Linked DNA regions of Sus scrofa: region 1 is linked to region 2. The links are chromatin contacts, called in public promoter capture Hi-C maps. All regions are on one chromosome and are shown on one strand. Each heading gives the region's core, a stretch centred on a gene start, on an enhancer-like site or on the middle of the called end of the contact. The rest is flanking DNA. Distances are from core to core; before and after follow the strand shown. Region 1 holds the start of SCRIB (protein scribble homolog). Region 2 holds the start of DGAT1 (diacylglycerol O-acyltransferase 1).

Region 1 (5,296 bases), core at 2,097-4,596, 370 kb before region 2:
GGCCGCCCCGACCATGCCCCCCGCCCCCCGCCCCTGCCAGGCCCCGCCACCGTGCCCTCACGAGCTCACCATCCCACTTTTGGCAGCACAAGTTGCCTCGGCTCCTTGGGTGCACCCGTTGTCCCGCTCTGGCCTCAGGCCAGCCTCCTCCCCCCGGAGGGATGTGTCCCAGAGACCCCCAGAGGCAGCGTCCTCGCCCCAGGACCCTCCTCTAGGCCAGGGCTCGTCACCCAGCACTGACCGATGCCATCGGGGAGCCGCTGCAGCAAGTTCTGGGAGAGCAGCAAGTCAGTGAGCAGCACCAACCCTCCAAGCTCTGTGGGCAGCTCCTCCAGCCGGTTCTCCGACACATCCAGGCACACCAGCCGCCGCAGGTTGCCAAGCTCCTGGGGGCGGGCACTGAGGGTCAGAGGGTGGACAGACGCGAGGTGGGGGGGACGACAAGGACAGGCTCACTCACCGGAGGCAGTGCCGACAGCTGGTTCCGGTCCAGCCACAGCTCTCGCAGGTTGGGCAGGGCCCCCAGGGTGTCAGGCTGCAAGAACAGACGGGGACAGAGTGACGGCCAAGGCTCACTTGCCCCGCCGGGCCCTGCCCCGCCCAGGACAGCCCCACCCTCTCCACACCAGCACTTCCAGATCGTTGCCTCCCAGATCCAGCTGTTCCAGCTTGACCAGGAAAGACAGGGACCTGCGGAGGAAACAGAGCAAGTTCTGTCGCGGCCACGTAGACTGTGGTTCCCGGGGCCGCCGCCGACACCGGCTGCTGGTAGGGCCGAGCCCACTCACGCAGGCAGGGACTTGAGAAGGTTCTCGCGGAGCTCCAGGGTCACCAGGTTGGCAAGGCTGCAAGAAATCAGGTTGGGGCGTGAGAGAGGCAGGAAGGTGGGGAGAGGCGCGGGAACAGGGCTGAGCGGAGCCCCTCCCCAGGGGGCACTTACTTGCCCACGTCCCCAGGCAGCGCCTGCAGGGACACGTCGTTCAGGGCCAAGTGAGCCAGGCTGCGCAGCTGTGTGAAGCCTTCCGGGAGCCTAAAGCCGGGGGGGGGGGTTCAGAGTCCAGGTAGGGGCTGCTGAGCCTCCCCCTCCCCGCCACCCCCTCTGCAGCCACCGCCCACCTGGACAGGGGGTTCCCGCTGAAGTCCGCAATCTCCAGGGCTTTGCAGAACTTGATGCTCTCGGGGATCTCAGGGATGTCTAGGATCAGGAGGGGTCACGTGGAGAGATGCCCACAGCCGCCAGGGGTTCAAAGCCCTTCCTGCCACCCCCAGACTCCCCCCAGACCTGCCCCAAGTTCCCACCGTTGCGGGACACGTCCAGCTCCACCAGCTGCATGAAGTTGGCCACCTCAGGGGGCAACCGCTGGATTTCATTGTCACTTAGGCCCAACTTGCGAAGGTTCAGCAGCCGAAAGAAGGGCTGTGGGCAGGGGGTAGGGTCAGGGTGATGGCTCTGTAGCAGAGGGCCCCCCTCCCTGTTCCAGGCCACCCGGGAACCCAGAGTCCTGTCACGTCACCCGGGTCTGAAGTAGAACAAGCAAGCAAAAACCACACACATGCGCTTTTGCAGGTGTCAAACGCCTTAACTTTTGACACTTGGTTCCTTTGAGAATCATCCCAGAAACCTTCTCTGCCACAACACTGTCACACAACCAGCCTTCCACACTTGCATTTTAGCTAAGAAATCACCTCCTTTTCCTGACTCCGTCAACCCGTGTTCCCTGCCCTCCGTGTTCCCTCAGGACTCCACCCCACACCTGAAGTCCCTCTTCTGCCCACCCAACAGGTGGGCCCTCGGAGGCCTGCAGGGTTTCTCCTGCTGCCTCCCAGTAGAAACCAGCCCAGCCTCACCCTGTGACAAAAATTTGGCAACTACCAAAACAAAAGTATAACGAAAAGAGCAGAGAGAAGTTTACGTTGCGGTGCAGTGGGTTAAGAACCCAACAGCAGCAGCTCGAGTGGCTGCAGAGGTTTGGGTTTGATCCCAGGCCCGGCACAGTGGATTAAGGATCTGGGGTTGCAGCAGCTACAGTGTAAGTCACAGCTGCGGCTCAGATTCAATCCCTGGCCCGGGATTTGAACATGCCCCCTTACAAAGGAAAAAGAGCGAATGAGCACAGGTCTGTGTGCTGCCGGCACGCAGTATCTGCAGGTAAAGTGCGGGACCCGAGGTGGGTGAGGAGCCCTGGCCCGAGCCTGGAGTGGAGCCACACCCTTTGCGGCACACAGCCCCCAGGCGCTGGGCCACTTAGCACCCCATCTCCAAAAAGGAAATCCTTTTGTGATCTGCTTCCTCTAACCTCCTCTCCCAAGTGGCCTTTGGAGGAGGAAAACCAAGCTGACGGAAGAAACAAGGCGGTGAGAGGCAGGTAAGACACAGACGTGCCACGCACAAGCACCTTCGAAGGTCTCTCCCCACCTTCGCCCCAGCACCCACAGGAAGAAGAGGGCAGTCGGGCAGAGGGCTGGACTCCCCACCTCCAGGGAGGTCCAGCAAGTTCCCGTCCATTAGCCACACCAGGTTCACCTTCCACCCAGATCCACTCCAATCCCATCCACCTTGCCCCCAGGCTTTCAACCTGCAGCTCCTCCTCTGGGCTGTGACCATCCCCGCCCCCAGCAGGCACCTGATGACCGCTGCCACCTGGTGCCAGCACCCGCGGCGGGTGAGGAAGGTGCGGCTGGCCGGGGTGGGGCTCTGGCCAGTAAGAACCAGCAAGGCCGGCTGGAGACTGTGGTGTCCCGCCCCGGCCAGCGCCAGCTGAGAGCTCGGAGGAGCGAGCGGTCGCAGCCGGGCCAACCCTACGGACCAGAGAGGAGGGCTGGGCCGGAGGCAGGTGAGGCAGCCGCTCACCTTGGGCAGCTCGCGGAGCTGGTTGGCGTCCAGGAGCAGCTCCTCCAGGCTGCGGCTGTAGCGGTAGATCTCCTCCGGCACGGCCTGCAGCGAGCAGTGCCGCTTGTCCACCGACTCCACGTGCCGGTTGCAGCGCCACAACGGGATGCACTTGAGCATGGTGCGGGCAGGCGCGGGCTCGGGCGGCAGGCGGGGGGCGGGGCTCGGCCCGCATGAGCGCTGGGGCGGGGGAGGAGCGGGGGGCGGCCGGGGCGGCGGCGGCGGCGCTGGGCCCGGCCCGCGCTTGGAACGCTCGGAACGCTCGGGCCGCTCGGACCGCGGCGGCCTGAGCTGGGGGCGCGGCCCGGACGGCGCTCAGACTCTCAGGGGGCGGCGGCGGCCCCGCATCCCGCCCGGCCCACTTGGCCCTGCCAGTCCACTCGTCCGCCGCTGTGCCCCAGCCGGAACCGCCGCCGCTGCCCGCCGGACTGCCCCGCCGACAACCGCCGGCCGCCGCGCAGCCCGCCGGGAAGCCGAGGCCCGCCCTCTCCGCCCATTGCCGCCGGGAACTACAACCTCCATAAGGCCCCGCGGTGCCGGTGCCTCTGAGAACCCGTAGCGGCCCCGCGCACGGCCCGTCGGGAAGCCCGGCTTCCGCCCCGCGACGCCAACGCCCCGGCGCAAGGCATGGTGGGAGCTGAAGTCCGCTCAAAGCCAGTCCCAACCTGGCCGGGCCTCAAGCGTCCTGCTGCAGCCTCTCGCCCACCCGGCCCCCTCCCTCACTTGGCCTCGCGACTCCGAGATGGAGCCGCCCGGGCCTTGGCGGCGCTCCAGGTATCTGGCGGCTTGACGTGTCCGGGAGCTTGAGGAACTCTGGGCCAGCCTTCTCCCAGCACTACCTGGGGAGGTGACAGTGCAACCCGACCCGCACCCCGCCCGCACAGCAGGAAAGCCACGCCCACGACCCTCCGCTGCCCTGGGCGGGGACCGGGAACCTAGCAGCCCCCGCAGACCCCCGGGGACGCCTCCCCCGCCCCACTCAGTCCCCAGACCCGCCCGGTGCTTGCCCGGGCCCCCCCCACCCCCCCGGAGCCAATAAGACCACCGTCAGACAGGGACTCTCAGGGCCAGCAGCATCTGCACCTTTATCCACAGGCTGGGCGGCTGAGCCCCAGGTATCACCGAATCACTCTATAAAACCCAGAGGAAACAAGGAAAAAGTGCGAGTCCGGGGAAACGGGGCCAAGGTCACGCGGAGAGGTCACTGTTGTCAAAACGCTCCTGGTCATAAACTTCAGCCACCACCTTGCGGCCCGCAAACCAGCGCCCATTAAGGGCTTGGATGGCCTTGTGAGTCTCAGAGGCTACAGAAAACTCCACAAAAATCTTGACAATGATCTCCGCATCCTCCTCCTCGCCCTGCTTCTCTTGGTAGATGATGACACGGTTGACAGCACCAAACTTGCCACACTCCTCAGTCACCTCCCCTTCCAGGTCGTCATCGATGTCCTTGGGGTCCACCATGTTGCGCAGAACCATCACTGTGGACTGTGGGGGGGACAGCTGAGAGCTGTGGCTGGCTGGACCACCCCACCCCAGCCCACCCCGCTGGCCCCGGCCGCCCACCTCCTGCTTGCGGAGGAGCTTCTGCATCACCATGTGGCGGGCGCTGCTGCCCGAGATGCTCATGTGCTCCTGCTCACTCAGCATCTCCGGCCGCTCAGACTCGGGAAACAGCTCCTCCTCCTCCTTTTCTTTCTTGGGCTCCAGGAGACCGAGCGTCGGAGGGCTGGCCAGGATGGGGTTCACCACGCCCACAGACGGGATGGTGACGGGAATGGGAGGCCGGGCCGGGGTCACACCTGCAGCAAACCCACCAGGTCCAACGGTCACTCCCCCTGCCCCGCCACTCCCAGGAAGGAGAGCGCCGCTGAGCACAGCGGAACTGCCTGGGCCGAGGCGGCCAAGGAAGCGAATTAAGGGCAGCTGAAGGCGTCACGCCAGGAGGAGCGGGGCAGGGGAAGGAAGGAAACCCTGAGACCCAAGCAGGCTCACCTGTGATGACTCCTGGGGCCTGGGCAGCCATGACAGCCTGGGGTAAAGCCCCCAGGGGCTGGGCCAGAGTCAGTGCAGGGGACACCAGTCCAGGAGTGGCCAGGGTACCCAGGACCGCTGCTCCTGCCACTGCTTCCTGCAACCAGAGAGACCACCATGCTTAGTCCCTGCCCAATGGCTGCCTGCACTCAGAGCCAGCCATAAAGGACCAGAAGGGCCGGTGGCCCACAGTCAAACCACAGGATTGCACCAGCCCTCACCTGAGCCGTAATCTTAGCTGTGGCTGCAGCAGCAGCCACAGCGGCAGCAGGTGGGAGGCCTCCAGGTGTGGCAGGTGTAAGCAGGGGCATGGGGGGTGTGACGGCCTTGCCCACCCGCAAGTACTGGCCGCCCAGGTCAAAAAGGTTCATG
Region 2 (6,004 bases), core at 96-2,595:
CCTCGCTAATCCCCCTGCCACCCCAGCAGCACCTGGTGAGGAAAGCCTCACTTCTTGTTTACCGAGACAGAGAATCTTGCCAACCCACTGACCAGTGGCCCGCTTCCTTCCTGATAACCTCTAGCTCTGGACCTGCTCTCAAAGCCAGAGCCCAGAGGGCCCTTTGGCCAGAACGAAGACCAGAGGTGGGGGAGAGGGCGCCGAGGCTGCCAAGGGAGAGCCTGGAGCCAGCTTAGCTTGTAGGACTGATCCAGTTCCCCGGGTGGCCCAGGCCCTCCCCAGCAGCCACAGCTGGCTCCCCGACTGCTTCTGTCAGTCCTTCAGCCCAACCAGGGGTGAGCGTCCAATTCAGAACCCAACTCTGTCCCCAGAGCAGCCACTGCGCTGCGAATCCAAGCAGGACCCCAGGCCAGTCAGTCGCTGGTGAGGGATGAGGGACCTTGCTCAAGACCTTTCTTAGGAGGTCTGCAAGGGATGAGAAATCCTCTGGCCCGCCCCCTGCCCGGTCCCGGGCAGTCCCACTCCCCGCCGGCCCACCCTCCCCTGGGAACCTCATCGACCCACAAGGCACTGCTCAGAGCCCAGGAGGGATCCCCTTCATCACACCCGCCGGGCCCCATCCCTCTCCTTCCAGGAAGAGGACACTACGTGGGGATGGAAGGGGCTCGCCCTGGGAAAGAGCCTCAGGGCCCACCTACGGATGTGCAGAGGGAGGACGTCTGGAAGCAGGGCGGCGGCCGGTCCCCCTCGGCGCTCCCACATGGACGACTCTCCACCCTTAAGTCTCCCCCTAAGTTTCCCCGCGGGAGCCCAAGGGGCACACCTTTCCAGGCGACGTCCGGGCGCCAAGCTCTAGGATTCGGAGCCCGCGCTGCCGCGGACACGACCGGGGAACCAGGGAGGGTCGCGAGGGACCCGGGTCAGGGATCAAAGGTTCGGGTCAGGGGCACCACTACCTCAGATCCCAGTGGCCGCTGCTCACATCGTCGTGTCCGTCCTTGTCCTTGTCCGGCGTCGGTGCGTCCCCCCCGGCGCCTACGTCCCGCACCTCCTCTTCTGCGGCCGCGAACCCGCTGCCGCTCTGGCTGGAGGGCCGCGACCCCGTCCTCCGGCGCCGGGAGCCGCCCGCGCCGCTGCGGTCACCCATGGCCTCTGCCTGCACCCTGCCGCGGCCGAGTCGTGGCCCGCCGGGCTCACAGCGCCCGAGGCTTGCGGCCCCGCCTCCGGACCCTTGGCCAACAGCCGCCACCGCCTCCTGCCGGCCCCCGTAGCGCGCGCGCGCCTGCCCGCGCCTCCAATCAGTGCGCGCCCGCTCGGTCGTCGCGGCGCTCGCAGCAGCGTCGCTCCCGGGGCCGCTAACTGGCGCAGAGCCCCGGCGCGCGCCCATTTTGTAGTCCGCGGGCGCGCGACGCACCCTGGGAATTGTGGTCGCCGCGAGCGCGCGGTGCACCCTGGGAGTTGTGGTCGCGGGGCGGCGGACACTGTTGCCCGCAGGACCGCGCAGAACGCGCGCGGCTTCCTAGCAGCTGCAAGCCTCTGCTGACTCTGACCGCTGCCTGCACCTTGTCCTACTCTATAAACACAGGGTTTCGTCAGGCTTCAGTCCAGGCGCGGAGTGTGAGGATGTAGCTTACTTACGAAATGCCTAGTGCGTTGTGGTCCAGGCGTCTCGGGCCAACGCCGTGTCCGTAGAGCTCGCCGCACCTGATACCCATCGCGTTGGTTCCCGAACGCCCACCTCGAGGCGCAGCCGTGCTCCGCGAGCCCTCTGGTTACCACTATATGCACCCGCTTGTTCTCGGCTTAGGTCTAGACAAGCGCCAGGCCAGAGGATGGAGCAAGAGAAAGGCCCAAGGCCCCACATCCCCGGGATACCCACTCTGCCCAACGACTGCCAGGGCCGCCACCTCTCCCCCGCAGGCCCAGGCTGGGATGGGACCACAGTGCTGCCTCCCCACCCCGCCCTCTTCCTCCCTAGTCGGCGGACTCGCAGAGCTTTCCGGTTTCCCACCTGGACTTGAGGATCCTGTGGTGCGGATTCGCAAGGACCCAGAGACTCCTGTGCCATTACACAGTCTGTGCAGTCATCCATCCAGTCGTTAAACGAAGCATCCAATCCACCACAAGAACTGCACGGTGAGACTCCCAGGCAGGCAAGTTCGCTTCCCACCTTGCTTGACGTGGATTTTGCACGGAGCATGGAGTGTGAACATCCTGGCTCTCCGGATGCAAGGGTTCTCTGGGGGCACAGGCCTGGTTTACCCAGGAAACACCCCTAGCAGCAGAACCCACTAGCCATTCGCTCCCCTGAGGTAAAAAGGTTGAGAAGAGGTTGCAAGGTTTCCACTCTATGCAAACAAACCAAGTGGCTCAGCATGAGGTCAGTCCACCTTCCCAGGCTCACCCTCATCTATCACATCCACTGACAGGCACCTGGGCCTCGTGGTGATACATTCTGCTAACAGCAGACCACTTGGGGTTGATGCCAGCCCCAACTGGCAGGCTGAAGCTACCTGGCAGCCTGCTGATTGGGTGGGAGAACCCCTCTCAGGTGCCCACACAACCTCGGTGGGTCAGGACCAGCCCCGTCACCTCTCCGGTGCCCCAGAAAGTTCATCTGTTCATCTTCAGACCTGGGCCAGGCAGAGGTAGGCTTTTCGGAGAACTGATCCCGAGGGAGGTCAGACCGAGGAAAGGGTCGGCTCCAGAACCAACAGCATAGGAGTGAACTCCGGGAGCTCTGCCTCTCCCTCCCAGCTCCTCTCCCCGGCAGCTGGTGGGAACCCCTGCGCCCACGGGTCCCTGTGAGCCTTCAGGCCCTGCCACTCTCCAGTATAGAGCCAAGAACTAGAGGGCTGGTTTGGGCTGGCACGCTGATTGGCAGAAGATAAGATTGACGGCTCAGGCTGCCAGTAGGGGGAGGGGCTGAGCGCAGTAGCCGGTGAGTGAAGGGTCTTGCTGGAGGCGGTTGCCTGTGTGTCTGCGTCCAGGCTCCAAGCTGTTGTCACCTGACAAGCAGCAGCAGGAGTGAGGCGACCAGAGTGGACCGTGGCCACCAGAGAGGACCAATCTGACCAGGGGCCTTGGGGGACCAAGATTCCGGCGCTGGAGTGGAGAGCAAAGAGATCAGGGCCTGGAGCCAATGGAGGGAAGGCATGGGCTGTGAACACACTAATAAGCACAAATAAGGAAGAGCCTCATGGGGGGGCAGCGCGCAGGGCCTGCTTTGGGGAGGAGGCGGGAATTGAAAGTAATAGTGGGCGGGGCCTCTGGGAAGGAGGTGGGGCCTGCACCTGCCCCGCCCACAGCCCTAGCGCCTCAGGCTCCTAGGTGTGGTGTGGCTGAGGGAGACAGGGGAGGAGGAAAAGGTCTTAGGTAGGTGGGGTGTCTGGGGACAAAAGTGTGCATGAGGTTTGTCCAAGAAAGCGCAGTGGGGAACGCCCCTGCTAGTGGCGGCCGTTTATGGAGGCCTGGGCCTGGGGTGAGGAACCTGCAGGCCTGGCCAGATAAAGCCCTAGAAACATTTTGGGGTTAGAAAGGGCCTCTGGTGGGCTCCTGGTTGGAGGTGCCTTGGGCATGCCAAGGCCTGTGAGGGGTAGGGTCCATAGGAAGATACCGGGCAATACGGTCAGCAGCCTGAGCCTTCCATGTTCAAGGAAAGCAAAGTCCTTTCATGAACACCTGCCGAGACCAGGGTGGGCTCGTTCCAGCCTCCGTCTTTCCCCCTCCGCCACCCCTCAGAGTCCAGGAGAAGCTGGAGAGCCCTGGGGAGGAGTGGGCCCCCAGGAGCCTTCCTCCCTGCCGTCGGTGCCTGCCCAGGTGTGAATCTGGGTGGGTAGAGATTGGGGCAGGGCTTCGGTCAAAGGCAGCCCTTGGACAAGCTGTTTCTGTCTCGGAAGCTCAGAATCTTCATGGGCAAATTGGGCACTGATGCTACCTAACTTCACCCTAGACCGGGAGCTTTCCCTCCTGAAGTTAAGGATGATAGAGCTTCCCGAAAGGGGGCGCTCACCTCCAGGTGAGCACCAGCCTGAGCAGCAGGCCTACAGGCTGTGACATGCTGCAGGTGAGCCTCCCCTGCGGTCCACACCAGCGGAGTCTGTGTGGGCCTGTCCCCTGCCAAGGTGCAGACAGCTGCACTGGCCCTGGGCTGACCTGCTTTGACCACATGCCTCCAAAGATTTGGGGCCTTCAAGCTCATGCCTACCTCCCTGGGTGCCAGGGGCATTTGCTGGGGCAGGGGTCCATGACCCTGGGCCCTGCCCCTCATCGCTTCAACCTCACTCATCCTGAGTAGAGCTGGAGGGCAGTAAAAGCTTCTGGGCCCCCTGGGCACCTCCTCTGCAAAACTAGCCTGGCCCAGCAAGCTATGGAGGCCTCAGACGGGGGGAGGGGGGGCATATGCTCCTGAATCTGGGAGTCAAGATGTGGACAGCAAGCTGCAGGAAGGGGTCAGGCCTTGGACCCTCTGCAGTCCCTATTTTCTCCAGCGGCGGTGAGCAAGGCTTACTGGTGGCTGTCGGGCCTGCAGGGGCAGCAGGAGCCCCTCTACAGGGAGTGGGGGTAGCTCTGCCATACCTATTCTGGTTATTCTGGATCAGCCGTAGGCCTGGCCTGAATGTTCGCTGGAGTCCCTCCGCTCCACCAGGTCCTAACAGTCGACTCACTGCCCCTGGAGACCGGCCAGCTGCTTTGCCTCCGGGGCCGCGCTCTTTCCTTTGGCCTGCCCAGCAGGCCCTCCAGGGTGCAAGACCACACCCTAGCGAAAGACTCCCGGGCTGCGTGGGTAGGTTGCCACTCCCAGCGCCGAGCCTGAGCCTGAGCCTGCCTGACCTTGAGGTGTGGCAGGACCGGGAAGACGCCCCCCAGACGTCCCCAGCGCCCCCTGCGGCGTGGCCCGGCCCTGTATACACCAGCCCGACACGCCAAGTTCTATCAAGAGTGGCATTTATTCTCCTTGTGGAGGTGCGGCGCTCCGGGGAGCTGGTGCTATTGTGCTTAGGAAGGAGGTCTGTCCGTCCGTCCGTCTGTCCGGCCGGCCCGGCCCCAAACGGGGGCGGAAGAGGGGCGCGGCCCGAGTAAAAATCCCGGCCTGTTCCGGGTGGGAGTATGTACAAGGCGGCGGGGCGCAGGCGGGGGTGGGGGCGGGGCGGGCCAGCGGCCGCAGCCCCCACCCGAGGGCCCCCGCATCTCGGGCCCTACTTGTAGAATCAGTACAAAATAGGTGCTACCTAAACGTTCCTTCTACCTGAATTCGCTAAGTCGGTTATTGTGCTGCTTAGTTATGGGGGCGGGAGGGGGCCCATGGCTTTCCACGGCGGCGGGGTGTGGGGAGAGGCGGGAGACCCTGGCCGGCCCACGGCGCTCCGGCCTTCTCCTTAGGTAGGTAGATAGGCGTGTGGGGTAGGGTGGGGCGCCTGTGTGTGCGTGTGCATGCGGGTGTGCCCGGCAGTAGCGGGCAGGTCCCGGCTTGGGAGCTGTGTGAACACGGAGCTGGGATGTAGGGGTTTTGGACGTGGGCCCTGCAGTGCTGGGCCCTTGGGTCCACATCCACCCCTGTGGGTGCAGCTGGATGGCAGCCGGGCTTGGTACCCACGAGGATGGGGCTAGCCAGGTCAGATACTCCAGCGTGCACCTTTTGTCCATCCTGGGGCCCTGGCTTGACATGACAGAGCTGCTGATGCCAGGGTGGGCTGGAAGGAATCAAATTCAGTGTGGGTGGCCCTGGTGGTGCTGGGCCTTGGGGTCATGGGCCTGTGCCACCAGGCCCAAATCAAAGGCAGAGCCCCACTGTGTCCAACACTGGACCCGGGCTGGGGTGGGGAGGGGGGAGGGGCCCACGGTTGGGTCTAGGGACCGCGGCTCCCTCTGCATCTGCAGCCATCCCTGGCCTACCCAAGCCCAAAGGGCCCCTGTCACGAACATACACCCCCTGCAGGTTGCCACGTCCCTGGCGGACTCAGCAGCGGGCCTGACACTTAGTAGGTGCCTAATGAACGGTTGG

The links. Promoter capture Hi-C pulls out the DNA fragments that hold promoters and counts their contacts.
Region 1: a contact with region 2 is called in a promoter capture Hi-C map of liver, with 4 times the contacts expected there. The contact joins the promoter of SCRIB here to the promoter of DGAT1 in region 2. A contact is called at or near these places in 1 of 5 promoter capture datasets (liver) and 1 of 2 datasets of contacts at active chromatin or transcription factors (skeletal muscle).

The regions. Positions count from the first base shown.
Region 1 is chr4:822,975-828,270 of Sscrofa11.1, reverse strand. It overlaps SCRIB (protein scribble homolog), which reads right to left and starts at 3,346. Exons shown (of 38, transcript XM_021090546.1): 1 at 2,852-3,346; 2 at 1,300-1,417; 3 at 1,117-1,195; 4 at 941-1,030; 5 at 789-845; 6 at 627-690; 7 at 461-535; 8 at 242-386. The coding sequence starts at 3,010. PUF60 (poly(U)-binding-splicing factor PUF60) reads right to left here. Exons shown (of 10, transcript XM_021090445.1): 7 at 5,146-5,296; 8 at 4,886-5,021; 9 at 4,457-4,692; 10 at 3,950-4,378. The coding sequence ends at 4,079.
Region 2 is chr4:448,244-454,247 of Sscrofa11.1, reverse strand. DGAT1 (diacylglycerol O-acyltransferase 1) reads right to left here and starts at 1,345. Exons shown (of 17, transcript NM_214051.1): 1 at 957-1,345. The coding sequence starts at 1,147. SCRT1 (transcriptional repressor scratch 1) reads right to left here. Exons shown (of 2, transcript XM_021090532.1): 2 at 5,135-6,004.